2 separate regions of the Sus scrofa genome follow, and region 2 is linked to region 1. A link is a contact called in public Hi-C data. All regions are on one chromosome and are shown on one strand. Each heading gives the region's core, a stretch centred on a gene start, on an enhancer-like site or on the middle of the called end of the contact. The rest is flanking DNA. Distances are from core to core; before and after follow the strand shown.

Region 1 (3,911 bases), core at 288-2,787:
CCTACGAAGTCCTGCCCTTCAGTTTCCTCTTGTACTGCTTGGAGCAGCTCAGGAGCTTTCTGCTCTATTTCTGAGGGCTCCCTATCAGAACCCAGCACCCTGCTGTGAGAAATTCAAAGCTGAGGGTGACCTGCAGGGAGCAGACCTGACCGCTGACAGACAGCTCCAGCTGAGCCCCAGGGGGCTTGCAGCCTCAACTGCCAACAATGCAACTTCCATTTCAGCCTCAAGTTAAAAGTCTCCGCTGACCCAACTTTAAATGCATGAGCGCCCTCCCCAACCCCCACCCCAAGCTAGAACGGCTCAGCTGAGCCACGTTACCTCACGGATGCCTGATAAAGTTTTTATTGTGTTAAGCCACTAATTTCCGCCGAGGTTTGATACGTAGGTACCCCAGTGATGTCCATCTGTCACTGTAAAAGCCCAAGGCTTAGCGTTGAAGTTTCAAGGTCGCAGTGAGTACTCTGTGGTTGGCTGAGCCCACAGATGAGGACTGCAATATAGACGACCTCCTGGGAAGTTCTACTCGAACTTTCCGGCCCTAACCCCAGACTTGTTCAAGGGTCCACTGTAAGCAGGGCCCGGAATGCAGGATTTGGAGGGCGAAAATCTGGGTTTCGGTCTAGCGATGCGACACTGCGCAGTTATCTCTGTGGACCCAGAATGTTGCCAACCATCTCATTTAACAAGGGATGTTGAGGCCATCAAGCCATCAGTCCCTGCAGCCACCCCAAAGGTGTACCCTACGGGGACCTAGGATGGAGAAGAACAGGATACTGCCCCTATATAGTTAAGGTGCATGTTACAGAAATGGTTTCAAAAAGCCCAGATTCTCACACCTTCCCATCGTTAGAAAAGGGCTAAATTTATTAATTTGATATGTCTGTTTTTGCTTCAATCAGCAGTAAGCTTTCAATGTTCATTACCAGGTTTTTTTGTTTATCGCAAAATCTCCTATCTCTCTCTCTTTCCTTACCTCTTCAGAACAGTCCCTCGGAGAGATCTGAGCCGCTACATCCCAGGTTTAGGTCCTCAGCAAGTGTGCGAATAAAACGCAATTGTCAACTTTCGGGTCGACAATTTCAACTTTCAGTCCGCATCCTCTCCGAGGGTAATTTTTATAACGAAAAAGCAGGTCAAGTTGACTCCCGCCCATATGTCAGCGTAGTAAGGCGTTTTTAACGAGACATTGATGTGAAAACCATTTGGAAACTATAAAATACCGTTAGTTACGTGCAGCGACAATTCCCCTCAAGTACAAAAAGGCTGATTTAACATTAACAGGTTTGCCTACCCCGCCCCCCGCTTCCTCCAAATAAGAGTTTCTGTTTTTACGTGAACAAATTCTGGAAGAAGCTCTACCGCAACCGAGCTATTTTGCAAACGAGAAAACCCAAGACCCAAAGCGTCTTCCTAAGACTCAGAAGAGCAAACCGCAGAACCCGGACTATCTCTCCCGCTTCAAACTCAAGACGCTCCCGACGCGAGGACGTTGTCACGTGATCAGAGGACACGCCCCCCCCCCGCCGCCTCTTTCCAACCGCCACGCTTAACATGGCTACCAAGCCTGCCCCTCTGAGTTCCACACACAACGTGGACGCGGGGCGCTTGCCCAGCCCCGGATGCCAACACTCCGGAAGTGCCCGAGGGACGACGGAAGCGGAAGCGGAAGCGGCGCCGCGGTGGGGGCCGCGGGAAGAATCTGTCGAGTTTCTCCCTCCCTCTCCACCACTACAACAAACCGAGGGCGGGCGTAGGTGAGGCGGCGGTCGGGAGGGCCGGCGGCGGGCTGCGGAGCCCGGGTGCGTGCGGCGTGTGGAGACGGCTGGATGCGGCTCCGGGGCCCCCGACCGCCGGGGCTGTGCCTCCGGTTCCTTTCGGGCCTAGGGCTCCCCAAGAGCCAGGGTTGGGTCCGTGATTCTTGGCCTTGTAGGCCCTGAAGGTGGGGTGTGCCACCTTGTCTGAACCTGGTTCGAGACCCCGCGGACACAGCCCTAAGTGGCGAGTTAGTCAACAAAATGGGGGGGTGGTCTGGGCAACCCCATCCCGTTCCGGCCGTCACGAATTCCAGGCTTTCAATGTGAGGTCAGTGTTTAAGGCAGCGAATTGAGGCCTGTAGTCAGCTTGCCGAGGGGACGCCTCTGAGCAGGACGCAGTGAATACGTCTTTGAGAGGCGGCCCAGGGATTTGGAGCGCCGAGCTCCAGTCTTACCCCGTCCCCCGCCTCTGACCTTGTCCCGGTCCGTTACCCTCTCTGTGGCTCGGCTCTAGATCTGTAAAATGAAGGTGTTGGATGCCTCTGTGCTCTTCCTCGCTCTGAAATCAGATTATCAACTCCCTTTCAAGGAATCTTTCCTTAGACCTGAAAAGCATCGCTTCCCTGCATCCTGTGTTGCCAGGCGATGACCTACCGGCGGTGTCTACCATGTTTGTTTTTCTTTCCAGACACCAAGCAGGCCAAGGGCACCTGGGCACGTAGGCAGGTTCTTTTTCCTGTGCAGTTTTACAGTCTTACACCAGCAGTGTAAAATATACAGAGTGAAACACGGGAGACCTTGGTTTTTTGACTTGAAATGGCTATTTCTGCTTTACTTTGGGCAAACACCTTCCTTCCTCTAGGCTGGAGATTTCTCATCTGGCAAAGTGTTAGATTAGGTCTCTGGTTCTTAATACCCTTCCCCATATTCTCTGCACAACTGAAGAATAAAGTAACGACTAATAATGAATCCAATAAAATAATAAAGCCATGTTTTTCTAGAGGAGGGAGAAGGCGAGGTGTGGAGTGTACGTATTATGTAGCCGTATAGATGGAAAATTCTGTGCTTATAATTTTAAATTTCACTTTTGGCAGTTACCAGGTTAGGTGATCACTAAGGCTCTTTCTCTTGAAAATTTGTGATGCTGTGAGTCTTACGTCCTTGTTGGGTAAAGAATATAGACGTGTGTGTGTGTGTGTGTGTGTGTTTGCTTAAATGACTCTATGCTTCAGTTACACAGGTAGCTTTTGTTTCAGATAAAGTGTGGAGAAAGCATAGGAGAAAATGGAAAGACTAGATTTCAGTGAGGTAAAGTGACATGGGGAAATAAGATTGGATTTAAACTAAACACATGGTTCCCTGTTTCAGGACTGGTACTTTGGCTGTGTGACTGGGCAAGCTGGCTTACCTCACCGGTTCTCACTTCCCTTACCTGGAAAATGAAGGATTGGACTGGGTGATTCCTAGACACCTTCAGCACTATAAATCTGTTTTCTTATTTGTTTGCTTCTTAATCTTAGCAGCTTGGTGGTTGTGGTGTGGCTTTGCTTTAGGCGAGAGAAGCTGTCTTAGGTGGTAGACATAGAAGATCTATGGTGAGGAATAGTGTGAAATTAAGTGACATGAAATCTTTTCCTTTTTTTTCTTTCTTGCCTTTTTGTCTTTTTAGGGCCGCACCCTTGGCATATGGAGCGTCCCAGGCTAGGGGTCGAAATCGGAGCTGTAGCCACCGGCCTTCACCACAGCAATACCAGATCCAAGCCGCATCTGTGACCTACACCACAGCTCATGACAACGCTAGATACTTAACCCACTGAGCAAGGCCAGGGGTGGAACCCGCATCCTCATGGATGCTAATCAGGTTTGTTAACCTCTGAGCCATGACCGGAACTCCTGAAATACGACTTTTCTATTGGCTTCAGCTTGCTCATATCAACTAAAGAAAAGTTGTTAGAAACCTGAAGGGCAGGGAAGCCCCTGACCAGACAGGATGCAGACATTGGGAAGCTTTACATGGGAGGTAGATATTTGTGATGAGGTTAACGAAAGGTAATTTAAGTATAGTAATTGAAGTGCCTGAGTTGTGAGAAACCGGTGGTGGAATCTGTCTCCACGCTGAGACTATAAGCTTTATGGGGAGAAAGACTGGTCACT
Region 2 (3,759 bases), core at 153-2,652, 460 kb after region 1:
GGGCAAGCCAGGGACTGAAGCAACAGATCAGCAAGGTAAGAGTTCCGATTGAAAAATTCCTTATCAAAAGCCAAGACATTTTTGAGATGCAAGATATCTCTGCATGAGCCCTTTTTCAGCTCCGAGTGAGGCGATCAGAGTGTTCCTTAATCCCACAGATGGCTCCCTGGCAGAAGCCTTCTCAGCAATGGCACATTCAAGGGCATCAGGTTCTTAACTGCATTCAGGGGACACTTCATCCAGGGCTCACCTGTCCCAGGTGGGCAGTCATTACAAATCTCACAATAAATAAGTGCTTTAACCTGGAGGAGCTTAACTCTAGGTTTTGAAATTTAATTCTTTGTGCCTCCTGCCACAAATTTTCCCCATCTCCCTACCTTCTGGAAATTCAGACTGCCCACCTTCCAGAAAGCGAAATTCCTGATGTTTTCATTTAATTAGCTACTTAGTCCGTGCAGCATAAATAGGTGTGATCCTCATGTGCAGAAATTAATGGACATGAAAGACTCTATTGGAGTGAAACGTCCCACCACGAATGGCGACGCCCGAAAGGGAGGTCCCTGTGTGCACTGAGGATATCAGATGAACGACAAAAACTTTTCTGGAAGACACGTGATAAAACGTAAATCAAAGCCCACTGGAGGGCTGAGTGTCACAAATCCTTTCTACAGAAAGCTCCAGGGTGAGGCTATCCAGACCTTAAGACGCAGCCGAGTCACCTGGAGAGCTCGGCAACGTGCCGGCGCTGGGGGCCTCCTCCACCTCGGCATCGCGGAGGGGAGGTCCACGCACAGACATGCGCACAAGCCAGCTCCTCCTCCTCCTCGGGGCAGTCTGAGCCACAGGGAAAGCCTTTATGCGAGGTCTTAAGGTCGCAGACTTCCTAGGCCTGAGCCAAGCTGCCCCAAGGATTTGCCCCAGGGGTTTGCCCAAAATCAAGAACAAGATTTGAGGTTCAGCCACTGGGCCACTGCTCAGTGGGAGGCCACCAATTCGGACTCCCCTTTCCACCCAGGAGGCTGGTCAAACCCCTGGGCTGGACCCCGGGACTAAGAGCCTTGCACAATGCACCTCAGATGTTGAAGATATGTGCCCTCCTAATCAAAAGCTGAGGCTCGAAGCGCTCCTATAAGCACACAGAGGGGAGAAGAGAAGACAGAGGGCACAGGACTTTCCCGGCAACGCCTGGCAGCCCAAATGGGCCTGTTGATAGAAGCCTGGTCTTTTTTTTTTTTTTTTGGTCACACCTCTGGCATGCAGAAATTCCCAGGCCAGGGATCAAATGTGAGCCACAGCAGTGATAATAGCAGATCCTGAACCAGCAGGCCACCAGGGAACTCCAGGGTGGAAACCTGGCCTTCTGATCCCTCTGCCAGTGGCTGCTCAGCCTCTGGGTTTCTGCCAAATGGCCCTCCTCCAAGAGGGAGCTCAAGAAAGAGGCAGGAGCTCTGTTATGTCCTGTCCTCAGGCTCTGACTTTCATTTTGCACTAATCACAGATAGTATCTATATATTACTTTTCAATATTCATTTTCCCAACCAGACAGTGGACTCCATGAGACAGAGGCCTGTTTTGCAAACTAGAAATACTAGCACCTAACACAGTGCCCATCGCACGGTGGAAAGTCAGTAAATATTTATTGGATGGATTGAAAGAGACAGGAGTTACAACAGTTTCTCCTACAAAATAGGAAAAAAGGAATATTGAAAAAGAGGGATTTTCCCACAGCCAGGAACAAATCGGTGTCCTGGGGCCAATGAAGGCAGGGGAACTCACTCTCCCTCAGGTCTCAAGTGTCCAGGGTTGGACCAAACAGGCTCTGGCAAGCCTTCCAACTCATAAGGGTCTACACATTTTTTAAAATTTTAATTGATGTGTCCTGAGTGGACACAGAATACAAAGTGACTGAACTTTACACGTCAACTCAAAAAGAGGCCAGGGTCCCTGAGGCTCACCCCCAACTTTACGGTTTCACGATGCCCTCTAGTGGCAAAACATGTCACTCTACTTTGTGAACTGATGAACAAAGTTTCAGTTTACAGTCCTGGCCTGAGCATAATTAATAACTTATATATGTGTGAAAGGCATTAAATCCACTGACAGCCACTTATCCACTCAACTCACCACCCAGAACCTACTAAACACGTGCTTCGCCCCCTGCCCCTGCTTCTGTCTCGGAAGGAGTGGGCATCCGTCATCACACACGACCACGTTAGTACTGCCCTGCGAGCGCTGGGAAGGAGGCAGAGTGTTAACACAGCACGGGGCAGGCGCTGGGCCCCTAGAGGAGGGCTTCGCTGAAGAAAGGGCTTAGCTGGAACTGGAAGGATTGGCAAGACAAAAGTGAGACGTGGTGAGGGGAGGGAGGAGGCTGAGAATTCCAGACAAGAAACAGCTCTGGGAGCTGGAGAGAGAAGTTCGGGTGCGGTGCGGAGAAGGGCACAGGACGAGGATGGAAAAGTGGGTGACATGATCACCCCATCAAGGAGGTGCTCCTACGAGACACGGCTTCTGAGGAGTGGCAGAGGAAGAGGCCAGGGTGGACGGCACAGGACAGAGAGGATGTGGGGCAGGATGGGAGGCGGCAGAGAGCACAGGGGTGGGGAAGGGGGGACGCACAGGGTTCACCCGGCCTGACGGGAGCTTAGACAGCAGCCTTGGGAAAGTATGTGGGCCGTCACCGAGCCCCCCTGTCCACGTGACAGGTGAGAAAACAGGCCCAGAGAAGGCAAGGTCATGTCCAGTGAACAGCAAGGCTCCTTCCCCATGTCCCCTCTCTTCAGGTTGCAGGACCTCACTGCTCCCAGATGCTCAGCCTCCTTTGATGGCTGCCGCTCCTCCCCAGCTTATGGCCACCCCACCGGGACGAGCCAGCCACTGCCACACTGGATTCCTGCCATGTGCCCTCTCTCCCTTTGGGGCCGGCCCACAAACCCTTCTCTCCACTCACAGCACTCTTTCCGCGTCTCCTGGCCTGGCTCATTCTCTAGGCCTTAGCTCAGAAACTCTCTCCTCCATAAGCCACTCCCACCCTCCTTAGGAGGCCCGCGTCTCAGCTCCCCTGGGGAGCCTGGACCACACTGCATGGGGATGGTCTGGTTTCTTATCCACATCGCCCGTAAGATTTGAGCACCCGGAGGTCCAAGGCCACACATAACTCACTTTCTCCTGTATCTCCAGCAGCTGGCACAGTGCCTGGCACTTAGAAGGTGTCCGTAAGTACTCCTTTGATAAATAAAGGAAGGAAATCTCCTCCAGCCACCCAGCACTGCATCTCACTCCCACCAGAGCATCATCCTCCGCCCTCTCTCTGCCCTGAAGACGCCTGCTTACCGCCCTCATCTGGCCTGAGGCAAGGGAGGCCGCCCTGTGCCAGCCCAGGCAGCGACTGGTCAGCCTTGTCACTTGGGGCAGTTGTGGTGTCCCTCGCCTCCTGGGGGAAAGCAAGCGAGAAGCGACAAGGAGCTCTCTGCCCTCGGGCTTCCTGGACATCCCTTCACCACTGACACGCGATTTCCTGGCGACTGCGTTTTCTTTCTCGCCAGCCTCTGCAACATTCTGAGGGTGGGTTTCTCTGGGTGAGCCTAAAACCTCCCACAGACCCGAGGCCAGAAACCCGTACAAGGCAGCCCACAGTGAAGCGGCTGCTCTCCTGCCTGCACCCAAAAGGGATCCCTGAGGTTCTGTTCAATCAATGGCGCATGTTTGTCGGAAGTCGCACTGTGACCAGGATCCATGAGGATGGGGGTTTGATCCCTG

What was found. Hi-C and Micro-C count contacts between places; a contact is called where the count stands out from the background.
Region 2: a contact with region 1 is called in a Hi-C map of subcutaneous adipose tissue, with 1.5 times the contacts expected there. The contact joins the enhancer-like site here to the promoter of FBXO38 in region 1. A contact is called at or near these places in 1 of 5 promoter capture datasets (fetal liver), 2 of 47 Hi-C or Micro-C datasets (embryonic fibroblasts and subcutaneous adipose tissue) and 2 of 2 datasets of contacts at active chromatin or transcription factors (alveolar macrophages and skeletal muscle).

What each region holds. Positions count from the first base shown.
Region 1 is chr2:149,672,763-149,676,673 of Sscrofa11.1, forward strand. It overlaps FBXO38 (F-box only protein 38), which reads left to right and starts at 1,538. Exons shown (of 22, transcript XM_005661794.3): 1 at 1,538-1,757. It also overlaps a transcript of LOC396905 not described here.
Region 2 is chr2:150,134,624-150,138,382 of Sscrofa11.1, forward strand. No RefSeq gene overlaps it. Among named protein-coding and RNA genes, the nearest start is that of ADRB2, 100 kb to the left of the region's middle. Within about 2 kb of position 1,403, at least 8 of the 83 cell types and tissues checked have an H3K27ac peak or open chromatin away from gene starts, as enhancers often do. A contact at or near this core is called in skeletal muscle and subcutaneous adipose tissue, where this site is marked.